Linked DNA regions of Sus scrofa: regions 2 and 3 are each linked to region 1. The links are chromatin contacts, called in public HiChIP or PLAC-seq maps. All regions are on one chromosome and are shown on one strand. The core of a region is the stretch at or near the end of the contact, and the rest is flanking DNA. Distances in the headings are between cores, read along the strand shown. Region 1 has its middle 3.0 kb from the start of SPATS1. Region 2 has its middle 44 kb from the start of TMEM63B. Region 3 overlaps TMEM63B (CSC1-like protein 2).

Evidence for each region. HiChIP or PLAC-seq counts read pairs in DNA pulled down with a chosen protein or histone mark.
Region 2: a contact with region 1 is called in an H3K27ac HiChIP or PLAC-seq map of alveolar macrophages. The contact joins two enhancer-like sites. A contact is called at or near these places in 1 of 5 promoter capture datasets (liver), 19 of 47 Hi-C or Micro-C datasets (alveolar macrophages, blood, brain and 11 more) and 2 of 2 datasets of contacts at active chromatin or transcription factors (alveolar macrophages and skeletal muscle).
Region 3: an H3K27ac HiChIP or PLAC-seq map of alveolar macrophages shows a contact between it and region 1. The contact joins two enhancer-like sites. A contact is called at or near these places in 5 of 47 Hi-C or Micro-C datasets (embryonic fibroblasts, liver, mesenteric adipose tissue and 2 more) and 1 of 2 datasets of contacts at active chromatin or transcription factors (alveolar macrophages).

The regions. Positions count from the first base shown.
Region 1 is chr7:39,347,255-39,351,912 of Sscrofa11.1, reverse strand. No RefSeq gene overlaps it. Among named protein-coding and RNA genes, the nearest start is that of SPATS1, 3.0 kb to the left of the region's middle. Within about 2 kb of position 2,867, at least 22 of the 83 cell types and tissues checked have an H3K27ac peak or open chromatin away from gene starts, as enhancers often do. A contact at or near this core is called in alveolar macrophages, where this site is marked.
Region 2 is chr7:39,091,110-39,095,767 of Sscrofa11.1, reverse strand. No RefSeq gene overlaps it. Among named protein-coding and RNA genes, the nearest start is that of TMEM63B, 44 kb to the left of the region's middle. Within about 2 kb of position 2,692, at least 1 of the 83 cell types and tissues checked has an H3K27ac peak or open chromatin away from gene starts, as enhancers often do. A contact at or near this core is called in alveolar macrophages, where this site is marked.
Region 3 is chr7:39,158,822-39,163,479 of Sscrofa11.1, reverse strand. TMEM63B (CSC1-like protein 2) reads right to left here. Exons shown (of 24, transcript XM_005666056.3): 16 at 3,860-3,966; 17 at 3,572-3,658; 18 at 3,305-3,370; 19 at 1,977-2,139; 20 at 1,218-1,323; 21 at 96-263. Among named protein-coding and RNA genes, the nearest start is that of CAPN11, 7.8 kb to the left of the region's middle. Within about 2 kb of position 1,964, at least 4 of the 83 cell types and tissues checked have an H3K27ac peak or open chromatin away from gene starts, as enhancers often do. A contact at or near this core is called in alveolar macrophages, where this site is marked.

The DNA.
Region 1 (4,658 bases), core at 1,618-4,117:
CCCCTAGCCCGGGAACCTCCATATGCCATGGGAGCGGCCCTAGAAAAGGCAAAAAGACAATATATATATATAGTTGGAATTCCTGCTCCAACAATGGCACAGTAGGTTAAGAATCTGACTACAGCAGCTCTGATCGCTGCAGGGGCTTGGGTTTGATCCCCAGCTGCGGGAGGTTAAAGGATCAGTGTTGCCATAGCTGCAGCATAGGAACTTTCATATGTCTCGAGTGCAGCCATTTAAAAAATAAATTTTTTTAAAAAGTATTTTAATACCCACAATCCTACAACCCAGATAAACCACTTTTTCTGAATATCTATTGCTGTACAATAAATTGCCCCCAAACTGTGGTTTTAAAAAATAATCACTATTATCTTCTGACTCTAGGGGGGGACTAGGCTAAGTTAGGCTATTCAGGTCATGGAGTTGCAGTCAGAAGGTGGCTAGAGCTTTCTCACTCAGATGCCTGGTGACTGGTGTTGACAATAAGCTGGGACCTCAGCTGGGGCTTTGGCCGAATCACCTACACATGGCTTTTCCATGCACCCCTCCACAGCATGGTGTCTGGGTTCCAAATAGGAACATTCCGGGAGAATCAGGCGAAAGCTGTACTGCCTCCATAGTCATGGATGTAGAGAAAGGGAACTTTGACCACAACTCTCAATGGGAGAATCAAGGTCACATTGTATGAAGAGCCCAGGGCATGGGGGGGGGGTCTTGTTTTAACCATTTAGAATATATAGCCTCAGAGGTCCTGTTGTGGCTCAGTGGAAATGAATCCGACCAGAATCCATGAGGATGCAGGTTCGATCCCTGGCCTCCCTCAGTGGGTTAAGGATCCAGCGTTGCCATGAGCTGTGGTGTTACGTCACAGATGCGGCTCGGATTGGCACTGCTGTGGCTGTGGTGTAGGCTGGGGACTACAGGTCCAATTCTACACCTAGCTTAGGAACCTCCATATGCTGCAGGTGCGGCCCTAAAAAAACAAAAAATAAAAAATAAATAAATTTAAATTTAATTTAAAAACTAAAAAATACAACCTGCCACACCACTACTAATATTTAGGTGCTGTTTCCTATCTGTTCTCTTTCTATGCACATATATGTTAACATAAGTGGAACTACATATATAATTTTTTAGGAGTTCGCATTATAGAGTTCCCATTGTGGCTCCATGATAACAAACCCAACTAGTATCCATGAGGATGTGGGTTCAATCCCTGGCCTCAGTGCTAAGTGGGTCAGGGATCTGGTGTTGCTGTGGCTGTTGGGTAGGCCAGCAGCTACAACTCTGATTCGACCCCTGGCCTGGGAACTTCCACATGCTGCAGGTGTGATATTGATATTAATAACAATAATGATAAAGAGCACCACTGCATGCAAAGCCACCACCATCTTGCAAGAAAGGCTTCCCAAGTGTTCTCTCACTGGCCACTCCTCCCGTGATGGCTCTCCCCAGATCAAGCCTGGCCTGGAGATCACCACGGACCTGCCTGGGAGCAGAGGGTTGACACAGGGAGTGGGGCCCCTCCTGGGCCCCTTAAATCAGCTTGACCTTCTCTCAGCTATAAGGCCCTCCCTGCCATTCTACGGGGATCTGGGATCCTGCTGGGCCATGAGCCTGGGTCTCAGTGAGCGGGGTGAACTCTGGTGCCATCGCTGGCCCACATAGGGTTTATGTGCCTAAGTCTAGGTCTGGTTTGTTGGTGGTGGTGGGTTTTTTATTTGTTTGTTTTTGTCTTTTTAGGGCCCAACCCTCGGCATATTGGAAGTTCCCAGGCTAGGGGTTGAATCAGAGCTACAACTGCCAGCCTATGCCACAGCCACAGCAACACCAGATCCAAGCTGCATCTGTGACCTACACCACAGCTCTTAGCAATACTGGATCCTTAACCTGCTGAGCCACAACAGGAACTTCTATTGCTTTTTTTTTTTTTTTTTTAATCACTGTTTTTGTGAGTCACAAGGGGCTGCCTGTGATTCAGCCTAATCATAAAAGGCAAACACTCCTAGCAGGTTCCATGGTGAGGTCAGAGGGGGAGGGGAGCTGGATCTTAGCCCCACCGTTGCTCTCAGCCCTGTGGAATCCTACTCTGAGTTCACTGACTGGGGGCTCAGCTTTGGGAAGGGACTCCGCTCACAGAGTGGTGGGAGCAGGTGGACCTGGCACATGTGGCAGGCATTGGATCGAGAGGGTCTGTTCTGGTTCTTGGTTGGCTTGCTGCCACCGCAGGCCCTTTAGAGCAAAGGGTGAGGCAGCGATAAGAACTGCCCAGGGGTTGGAGGAAACCAGACACCAGACGAGGAGTGATATCAAATAAACTCTACCCTGTTCCTTTTGGGTCTTGGTGGAACATAGGCGAGAAGTTTGAGCCTAGAAGGATGGCATTGTTTGATAGCTGAGCAATCAAGGATGTGGGTAAAAAGCCCTTGTGTCGGGTAAACCTTGAGAATTTCAAGCTAAATTGGGGTGTGGGGGCCTTTTCTTTTTCTTTTTCTTTTTCTTTTTTTTTTTTTTTAGGGCCGCATCTGCAGCACATGGAAGTTCCTTGGCTAGGGGTCTAATTGAAGGTACAGCTGCCAGCCTGCACCATAGCTCACCGCAACCCGGGCTTCCTAACCCACTGAGCAAGGCCAGGGATGGAACCCACATCCTCATAGATACTAATCGTGCTAATTACCTCGGAGCCACAGTGGGAACTTCCTGGGGGAGGGGTCTTAAACATTACCCCCCCCCAGCCGCCGCCCAGTTCCACGCAAACTGCGCACAGGTGGGAGCCTCTCTTTTTCAATGTCAAGAAAGTCACCAGGAACCTGCACCTGACATGCCTAACCCATAAATGCGCACCAGAGGGCAGTATAAACCAAGACATGGGAAACAAAATGTGGCGGGCGATTACTGCTGCCTTCAGGCTGAGACGTCTAAGGGCCTCATACAAAGAGGGCGCTGGGGCTATGGGCATTGAGTGGACTACAGATGCACCGCCGTTTTGAAATCCTTCATTGGTAGGCAGAGGGGCAAAGATGGATGAGAGGGAGCCTTAGTACCTTAGAACCCACTATTACCACCAGTCCCAAATCCTCAAAGGGCCTCCACATCAGCTCAGTTCAGGAAAGAGTTACCAAGAACCTCTTATGTGCTAGGTGCTGTTCCAGGGATTCCATACGCAGTAACACCTAGTCCCTTCCCCAGTAGAGCACCTATAATAGGTCAATGTCTTTACATTCATTATCGTTATTTAATTCTTATGACAGTAAAGTGCTGTAAGAAGAATCATCCCGGGTGTTCCCTTCATGGCTCAGTGGCAACGAACCTGACTAGTATCCATGAGGATGTGGGTTTGATCCCTGGCCTCACTCAGTGGGTTAAGGATCCGGCATTGGCGTGAGCTGTGGTGTAGGTCAAAGACATGGCTTGGATCCCATGTTGCTGTGGCTGTGACCTAGACCAGTAGCTACAACTCTGATTCAACCCCTAGCCTGGGAACTTTCATATGCTGCAGGTGTGGCCCTAAAAAACAAAAACAAAGAATCATTCCTGGTTTACAGATGATGAAAAACAGACTCAGAGAAGTAAAGTACTAACCATTAGTAACTGGCAAAGTTGGAGTTTAACACCAGTCTCTTGGAGTTCCCATCATGACTCAGCGAAAATGAATCTGACTAGTATCCATGAGGATGCAGGTTCCCTGGCCTTGGTGGTTTAAGGATCCAGTGCTGCCACCAGCTGTGGTGTAGGTCGCAGATGTGGCTCAGATCCCGCGTTGTTGTAGCTGTGGTATAGGCCAGCAGCTGCAGTTCCAATTCAACCCCTAGCCTGGGAACTTCCATGTGCCATGGGTGAGACCCTAAAAAAAGTCTTTCTAGATTCAGAGCTGGGGCCCTCACCCCTGTGAGTCTTGTTAGCACGTGCTCTTGGTAAGGAGATCCCTTTATGATCTTAGTACCAGCTGGGCTGGCTCCATTCTCTTCACAGGCGGCCACACTGCCCAGGAAAGGCCCAGGTGTCCCCCGAAGCTCTTGGCTTGGATTTCAGAGTAGCATTGTTTTTAAATGCCTAAGATTCTTTTTTTTTTTACCTTTTAGGGCCTCACCTGTGGCATATATGGAAAGTCCCAAGCTAGGGGTCAAATTGGAGCTGTAGCAGCTGGCCTACACCACAGCTACAGCAATGTGGGATCCGAGCCACATCTGCAACTTACACCATAGCTCACAGCAATGCCAGATGCTTAACCCACTGAGCAAAGCCAGGGAATGAACCTGCATTCTCATGGATTCTAGTCAGATTTGTTTCCACTGTGCCATGAAGGGAACTCCCCTAAGATTTTAAAATATATTTAACATGAAGTTTGCATTGTGGTTCAGTGGGTTAAGAACCTGACATATTGTCCATGAGGATATGGGTTCCACCCCTGACTTCGCTCAGTGGGTTAAGGATCCAGTGTTGCCACAAGCTGCAGCTTAGGTCACAGTTGAAACTTGAGTCCAGCTTTGCTGTGGCGGTGGTATAGGCCAGCAGCTGCAGCTCTGATTCAACCCCTAGCCTGGGAAATTCCATGCCGCATGTGCAGCCCTAAAAAAGAGAAAGATAGATAGTAGATTAAAATTTTTAAAATATATATATTTCGAGTTCCTGTTGTGGCTCAGCAGATTAAGAACCCG
Region 2 (4,658 bases), core at 1,443-3,942, 260 kb after region 1:
GGGATCCACGACCCTTCAAGGCTGGGCCATAGCTGATTTCCATTCAGCCCAGAAGACGTTTACAGAGTGGAGCAGATCCCCCAGGACCTCTTTTTCCAAGAGCACCCCCTGCTCTCTGTGCCTTCTCCATTCTGTGTGCGCTGTCTGCAGGCTGCCTTTAGTTACCAGAGCAGAGAAGTTCCTAGAAGGTTATCCCCCCCAGGTGGCCCTTAGCCAATAATTGGGGTGCAGGAAGGAAGACCCAGATCCCTTGCCTGGGGTGGGGACAACTTTTACTCCAGGGTCCCCCCTCTGCGGGGCACCCTTTCTGGCCTCCTCCTCTCCTGTCCTGCTCCCCCAGCCCCTCTCAGGTCCTCTGGGAGCACTCCCTTAGGAGATCACTCAGCTAAAATTCCCCCACTGGATCTGTTTCTGGAGAACTGGACTTCAGGCACGGAGCACCTCTGGTGTGCCAAGCCCTTTGGAGAAAGCCCAGATAGACAAAGATCAACAAGATGCAGCTTCTTTCCCAGTGGAGCCCGTAGCTTGGTTGGGGCTGGTGCTGACAGCAGCAGTAATGCGAATAGCCAGTGTTGTGTACCTACTATGTACCAGACACCAGGCTGAAGGTTTTACAGACATTGCTTCATTTAAACCCTGTAACGCCTCTGTGCGGGGCATGCTGTCATCATCCTCAGTTTACAGGGGGAAAAACCAAGACCCAGAGAGGTTAATTCGCGTGGATCTGGGGTTGCACAGCTTGGAGGCGGCAGCGTTCACCCTGAGCCCTGGCCTTTTCTGCCTCCAGAGACCACACACTTGACCATTTCGCTGTGTGCCATTGCTTTGCAGAGGGACCAGCTTTGGGGGGAGGGGAGGGGCTACCCATCTGTTTCTGCTTTAAGGGAGACTGGAGGGTCTCCAGGGCTGCGCTGTGATTGGTGGAGAGGGTGTTTCACAGGTAATTTGTCACTGACCTTGGTTAACTTTGTGGGAATGATTCCAATTAAGAAGGAAAAAAAGAGGAGGTCCTGGAAACGAATCTGACTAGGAACCATGAGGTTTCGGGTTCGATCCCTGGCCTCGCTCAGTGGGTTAAGGATCCGGTATGGCCATGAGCTGGGGTGTAGGTTGCAGATGCGGCTCAGATCCAGTGTTGCTGTGGATGTGGTGTAGGCCAGAAGCTGAGGCTCTGATTTGACCCCTATCCTGGGAACTCCCATATGCCATGGGTGTGGCCCTAAAAAAAGAAAAAATAAGTTAAAGAAAAAGAAGGAAAAAAGGGAATTCAAGGCCACCTCTCCGATAGTGTCGCCTCTGCTCACTTGTTTCCACTCTGTTTTCCTGAGGAAGAGACACATGGAGGTCCCACCCCAGGCCAGTGCTGGCTGCCCCGCCCATGAACGTGGGTGCAAACTGGGTGCCAGCTCTGCCTTGCCTGGACTCCCCACCATCTGAATTCCCAGGAGGCCGACGGGGGCAGGTGCCCCAGGCTCCCATGGGTGAAGGAGACATGGCCTGTGCCCCTTTGTGATCGAGTCCTTCCTCCTCTGTATCAACAACCACCAGACCCCCGAGAGCTCAGATGCACCAGCTCAGAAGAAGCCAGGCTTTCGCTCTCTGAGTGTGTGCTGGGGTGATTGAGAGTTCAGACTCCAAGCAGACAGTGTGGGATCAAATCCTAGCTCTGCTGTTTACAAACTGAGTGGCTTTGGGAAAGTTACTCATCCGCTCAGTGCTCAGTTTTCTCATCTGTAAAGTGGGGGCAATAATAATATAGACCTCTTAGGATTGTTGTAAGAATTAAATGGGATATGGAGTTCCCGTCGTGGCACAGTGGAAACGAGTCCGACTAGGAACCATGAGGTTTCGGGTTCGACCCCTGGCCTTGCTCAGTGGGTTAAGGATCCGGCGTTGCTGTGAGCTGTGGTGTAGGTTGCAGACAGCTTGGATCCCGAGTTGCTGTGGCTGTGGCGTAGGCCAGCAGCTGTGGCTCCTATTGGACCCCTAGCCTGGGAACCTCTATATGCCACGGGTGAGGCCCTAAAAAGCAAAAAAAAAAAAAAAAAAAAAAAAGAATTATATGGGATAATATACACAAGGTGAGTAGAACGTTGCCTTGTATGCAGTGGAAACTATGTGGGTGTTGGCTATTATTGTTACTATTATTATTTCTGCTGTGAAGGGAGACTCTGGACCCAGCTAAGACGCTTGGCTTAGGAGTCACCCAGCAGCCTCAGATAGAGGCCTTAGTCTGGACGCACTCTCCCAGACAGATGTCCCTGGACCCCTTTGTGCTCCTGGGGGGCAGGATAAAGGCTTCTGTCTCCCTCTTTCCCCAGCCCTCCCTCCCCTGGCTTGCATCTTGCCCCTGCAGGGTTCCTGGTGCTCCCCTGAGTCAGAGGCTCCAGGAGTGGGCCTGGGGGCTGGAGGGGATGGTCCCAGGGTCACCACCCTTGACTCCGAATGAGGACACTGGGTCTGACAGTATGAAAGCCTTAAGGTGCAGGGGAGGTGGGGGAAGGAATGGCAATTGGCTCTGTGTCCTGCACCTGCGAATGAACCAGCTTGGCCCTTACCTGGGTGTGTGACCCTGGCCAGCTCTCTCCCCTGGCCCTGGTGACAGAGTGAGCATTTATGAAACACTGCCTTGTTTAATCCTCTGCCCCACCCCTGACCCTGTGATTCTGGTCGTCACTGTACAGATATTGAGGCAGAGGCAGGAAGAGGTGAGTAAGCACACTAAGAACAGAAACTCGGGGAGTTCCCGTCATGGCTCAGTGATTAACGAACCCGGCTAGTCTCCATGAGGACACAGGTTTGATCCCTGGCTTTGCTCAGTGGGTTAGGGATCTGGCGTTGCTCTGAGCTGTGGTGTAGGCCAGCAGCTACAGCTCCCATTCAACCCCTAGCCTGGGAACCTCCATATGCTGCAGGGTGTGGCCCTAAAAATACAAAAAGCCAAAAAAAAAAAAAAAAAAAAAAAAAAAAAAGAGGAACGGAGACTCAGTTTGGGCAGGGATGGGCCAGTGGAGATTTCTCCCCACTGAAAATAGCTGGACTTGCTGGGTATTGTCTCTGTTCTAGGCAGGTGCTGTTAAGATGAGAAATCAAGGAGTTCCCATCGTGGCTCAGTGGTTAATGAATCTGACTAGGAACATGAGGTTGCAGGTTTGATCCCTGGCCTTGCTCAGTGGGTTAAGGATCCGGTGTTACTGTGTGCAGACGCAGCTTGGATCCCGCGTTGCTGTGGCTCTGGTGTAGGCCAGTGGCTACAGCTCCGATGAGAACCCTAGCCTGGGAACCTCCGTATGCCACGGGAGTGGCCTAAGGAATGGCAAAAAGATGGAAAAAAAAAAAAAAGATGAGAAATTAAGGGCTACATACAGGTAGAACTGGATCCAGATCCAGGTTTGTTTAGATGTGTTTCTGGTGTCTGACCTTGGGCTTCAGCGACAAGGACCAGTTCCAGGGGCTCAGTTCTTGGTGCTAGGACCATGTTTGTCGCACATGGGGCCCCCAGCTGGGGTCCAGGGGGAGCTAAGGAGATGCAGGGAGGCCTTGGCACACAGAGGGCAGAGGGCTGTTGTCTCCCCCATCAGACTGGGGGCTCCCTGAGGTCAGGTGCTAGTCTCCTCATGTGAGAGACTTTCTTCCTGGGAACTTTCTCCTTTTACTTTCAAATATACAAATACATAGAGAAAAAGGCATAATGAACCCATTCCCAGGCTTGTGGCCAACCTCCCACCCCCTCTCCCTCTCAGATTATTTTCTGAAGCACATCTTAAACATCACAGAGTCTCACACACATTTCTGAATGTGTCTAAAGACAAGGACTCTCCTTAAGGAAAAGAGAGAAAACTCATTAATTACGGAGATTTTTTTTCTTTTTAGGGCTGAACCTGCAGCATATGAAAATTCCCAGGCTAGGGGTCAAATACTCTTGGCAATACTGGATCCTTAACCCACGGAGTGATGCCGGGGATCGAACCTGCATCTTCATGGACACTGATCAGGTTTGTTACCGCTGAGCTGCGAGGGGAACTCCAATTATGGAGACCTTTTTTTTTTGGTCTTTTTTTTTAGGCGGCACCTGCGGCATATGGAGGTTCCCAGGCTAGGGGTCTAATCAGACCTACAGCTGCCGGCCTATGCCACAGCCACAGCAACACCACATCCAAGCCGCATCTGTGACCCACACCACAGCTCGTGGCAACGCCAGGTCCTTAGCACACTGAGTGAGGCCAGGGATCGAACCCGCAATCTCATGGTTCCTAGACGGATTGTTTCCACTGCGCCATGACAGGAACTCCAATTATGGAGATATTTTTAAAAGCCTGCTTCTCCTCTCCTCCTCGCGTCCAGTTCAGATGTGCCCCGTGGCTGCAGTTAGAGGTTCCTTCCACTTCCATTTCCAGGGCACGAAAGTAGGGCGAGCTGGGGAGCACGCCAGGTGTGTAGGACACTGACGCAGGAGAGCATCCCCCCTTGAGCTCCTGGCCCCAACTATGTGTCCCCTTCATGGACCTCAGGTCCAGAGTTAGTATCACTCTGTCATGGCAAGGGTGTGGGGACACAGTCTCTCTGCCTCACTGGCCTTTTATTTTTTTGGTCTATTTGTCCTTTTAGGCCACACCTGCGGCATATGGAGGTTCCCAGGCTAGGGGTCGGTCTAATCA
Region 3 (4,658 bases), core at 715-3,214, 190 kb after region 1:
CCCTCGTGGCCTCCCGGACATGGGTGGGAGTCTCCTCTGCACCCCTGCCCCCATCCCTGCCCCCGCTGGGTCCCCAAGGTGGGGGTGGCCCTCACCGGTGCGCATGGTGGAGAAGAAGAGCAGCCAGAAGAGGCAGAGGATGGGCGCGGCCACCACCTGGTTCACGGCCCCCGAGTGGATCTTCTTGTCCAGCTTGGCCGGCAGGTAGGCGTAGTAGAGATTGTACCTGTCTACCAGGTGCTTCAGCAGCATGTACATGAGCCCTGGGGGAAGCCACATGGGCCCTGACCTTGGAACTGGCGTGGCCGGACCTCTGCGTGTCTGTCACGGGTTGTCCTGGGCCTTCTGAGGTTGCCCAAGGGCTGGCCTCCCCTTCCTCTGCCCCAGTCCCAGGAGAGGATAAAGCCCTGAGCCCCTCGCCCCGCGCCCCTTGCAGGACCACAGAACCTCAGCTTCCTCCGCCTCAAGCCCTTCACTCTGCAGCCCCTCACTGGGAATGCTACTAGTCCAGATCCATCTGTTTGGCTCAGCAAGCATCCTCTTAAAACCTGTATCATTTTTCCTCTCCCTGCCCCGAAACAGATGAGTATATATTAGGTGGTAAGTTCTATTTTCCTGGAGGCCAAGGGAATGGGACATTTCAAAGGGGGATGAGGCAGTTGGTTTGGGAGTTTGGAGCCTCTGAAAACCAGGGAGGGTGGTGAAGGGTTAGGAATATTGGAGGCGGGAAGGGAGAGACCGCGGGTGGAGGTTGTAATGGAGATGATGACGAGAAGCTGTTAACGTTCCTCAAAAAGAAGAGGGACTTGCCCGGGTCACACAGTTCAGTTAACGCGGGATATGTCCATGAAAGCCCACCCTGGCATCCAAAGCTCTTTCCTGAATGTGCAGGGCTGTGTAGGAGTGTGTGTGCAGACACCTCAGGGGGTCTGTGATGCGTGTCCAAGGCCACGCGCGTGAGTGAAGGCACGGGCTGTGAGCGAGTGTGGCCGTGCGGAGCCCAGCACGCCAGCTGAGTCCAGCCTGAGCTGGGATGGCTTTTTCCCTCCTCCCCGCAGGCTGGGCCCCAGACTGAACCAGGGACCAGGTGGGAGGCCCGAGGGGCCGGTCTCCCAGCCGGGGCCCTGTCCACTCAGTGGCCTGCCTCGCTAAAGTGGAGTGGGAGAGGTCCTGGGTCCCCCCGAGCAGGGCCCAGGTCCCGGCGCGGCGGTGCCTACCGAAGGGCACGATGATGGGGCAGGTGATACTGTAGGTCATGACCACCGTGAAGACGCACATCATCCAGGCGTAGGCTGCGCCAAACTGGAACTCGTAGGCCTGATGCTGGGGGGGAGATGGGCACGAGGGTGGCTCAGGGAGGGGAGGGGTGGGGTGGGGCGGGCTGGAGGGGCTCAGGGCAGGTGGGAAGAGGAAGGGGGGCCAGGAACCCTGGGGCCACGAAAGAAGCCATGGGAAAAAGAACCCACTGTTCAGGGTAGGGCAGGGAAGGGGCCAGGAAAGAAGCCACGGGGAGGAGGAACCCACTGTCCAGGGTAGGGGAGCACAGGGCAAAGCCGATGGAGAGAGGGGCTGTGCTGAGACAGAGGTCAGGGTGGGTACAATGGCAGGGCCTAGGGAGGGGCCTTGGAGAGGTCAAGGCCTGGCAGGTGGGTGGGCCCAGGAAGGGAATGTCCAGAGCCCTCCTGTGGGGTTAGGGCAGAGGAGCCCTAAGTCTAGACCCAGACCTCCCCCAACCCCATCACAGACTCTGAACTGGCAGGGGCCTTCAGGATTAGCTATGTTGACCCACTGCTGTACACATGGGAAACCTGAGGCCCCAGATGGGAAGGAGACAACCCAGGGCCACGGACCTCAACTTCCCAAGACCCAGCACCTCTGTGCCCCGCCCCTCCCCACTCTAGCACGGCTGCCGCTGTTTCTCGTTGATCCCACCAGGGAGCGCTGTGCGGGCCGCGGCTGCCCCCGGGCGGCCGTACCCGCTTCACGTTGCGCCTCTCTGCGGCCGAGCGCGCCAGGCAGAGCCGGATCATGTACATGAGCAGGCCCGGGATGCGCAGCAGGTCCATGGCGTTGCCGATAAAAGCGGAGGCAATGACGTAGTTGACGAAGAAGGCGCCGTTGTCTGGCAGGAACACGCACCTGCGGGCACCAGGTGCTCCAGCTCTGCACCCTTGGGGGACCAGGTGGCCCCTTGCCCATTGCCAGCGCCCCCAACGATGCCTTCTTCCACATGGACCCTCCAGCTCAGCTCTCAAAGCTCCTGCATCCTAGTGCCCCTTGAGTGTGAACCCCAGAGGCCACACTGGAGTTCTACAGATGGCTCCAAAGTTAATCCCTGACACCCCCCCTCAGTGTGAGTGCACCCAGGGGCACCCCTAGAACCTGTGCCCCTAAGGACCCTGGAGAGAGTGCTGGAGACCCCTAAGGGTACGAGCATTCCGGGCATGACTGCCAGGGATCTCCATAGCCAGCCAGCGCCCCTCACCGAGACCCAAGAGTATGAGCCCCAGGAATACCCAGAAGGCACCCTGCCTTAGACCTTAACTTAACCCAGAGTATGAGCCTCAGACACCCCCAATTCAAGCTCCAGAGACCCTCCTCCAGAGATCTTCAGAGGGAGGAGCCCAGGGATCTTTGTCACTACTTATGACACCCCACGAGTTAGCCCAAGATTACTACAGATAGAGCAAGACCCCCTGGAGCCTGTGCCCACAGCCACCGTATGTGCCCACCCAAACCCCCCACAGGGCTTCCCAGGGAAGGTGTCCCATGCAAAACCGCACAGTCACACCTCTGGGTAATAGTCCAAGACCTCAGAGGTGTTCCCAGAACCTGTGCCCAGGAACACCCCAGAGTGTGAGCCCAGAGTCCCCTACAGGCACTCAGCTGTGAGCCCAAGAGCCTTCTGTCGAAGCTCAGGGGTGTGGACTCCAGAGACCTTCAGGGATGCCTCCAGGACTGCCCACGTCACCCTGCAGCGTGACCAAGATCCCACAGCAGACCTCTCCCCCAGTGAAGTTCGGGGCTCCCACGGTTAGCACTGGGATACAAGCCCCCAAGTGCCCCAAAGCCCTCAATACACCTGGAGGGTGACCTCAGAACCTGGAGAGGTTCCCAACACAGACCCCGGAACATCCCATGTATACACCAGACACAGCCCACAGGGGCGGCCTTAGGGATGGCCCCACCCAACCTGGATGTAAGGCCCCCCCCACTACAGGGGTGGGAGCTCTGCTGCACCCCCCATGGAGGGTACCCCATGCTCGCCATCTGGTCTCCTTCCCTGGGGACCCTGGTCACTCACTCAAACCGAATAGCTGCCTCGGCCAAGAATTTCTTGTCAAAAAGCCAGCGGAAGAAGAGGTCCAGGCTGGAGAGGAGAGGAGACGGGAGGTGTGGGGGGCTGGAATGGCCCAGAATACCAGGAGAGGGGGAGCTCCATTCACGAGCTCTGGGGATGTGCCCCCCAGGCATGGGACCCCTGCCTCTGCAGGGAAGGAGGGAGCCCGAATTGCTTCCCATCTCCCTCCCACCCCACCCCCCAGCTCCCATCCCTCCCTCGGAAACCCACCTGCTCAGTCCCAGCGAGGGCAGGAGCAGTACCATGAAGATGAGGAAGGTGTAGCACTTGTGCATCGTGGTCCTGTTCTCGCCGGAGCTGGGGCAGGGGACACACAGCCAGAGGTCGGGTGAGCTGGCCGCCCACGCCTGCTCCCCCAGCCTGTATGGGGTCTGGGGGTGGGGTTCCTCTGCCAGCTCTGGGACTGCCCAGGACAGGGAGCCTGAGGGGCAGAGGGTGCACACCCTGGGGTGCTACCATGAAGGGCCGTGTGTGGGGTGGGGGTGGGGGGTGTCTCACCGTGTCCAGTGGGCTTCAAAGAAGGCAGAGTAGTAGACGATGGTGGGGAGCAGGGCCGAGAAGCACCACAGCAGCAGAGTGGGGAAGAACTGGGTGATGATGGGGTTCTGCAGAGGGCACCGGGGCTGCGTCAGGCAGTGGCAGTCTGGCAGGCTCAGCTTGCATTGCTTACTGCCCCCCCGACCCCTGAGCCTGTGTCCCAGGTCCCAAGGCCACAGGTCAGAAGTCCGGGACATCTGGAGGGCCAGGGCCATACGTATGATCCCATGGTGAATAAGAGTAGCAGTTAGCATTTCTTTCTTTTTTTGTCTTTTTAGGGCCACACCCGCAGTGTATGGACGTTCCCAGGCTAGGGGTCGAATCGGAGCTGCAGCTGCCGACCTACGCCAGAGCCACAGCAACACGGGATCCGAGCCGCATCTGTGACCTACACCACAGCTCATGGCGATGCCAGATCCTTAACCCACTGAGTGAGGCCAGGGATCGAACCTGAATTATCATGGATACTAGTCAGGTTTGTTTACCACTGAGTCACAATAGGAACTACGCTTGTTAGCATTTCTGAATACCTACTATGTGCCAAGCACTCAGCATGTACGTTTTTTTTTTTTTTTGGCTGAGCCTATGGCATGTGGACATTCCCAGGCCAGGGACTGAACTCGCACCACAGCAGTGACAAACTGCAGCAGTGACAATGCCAGATCCTTAACCGACTGTGCCACAGGAGAACTCCTGATCATGTACTTTTCCTGCAGTAATTCCTACAATAGTGATATCACCCCGTTTTACAGATGAGTAA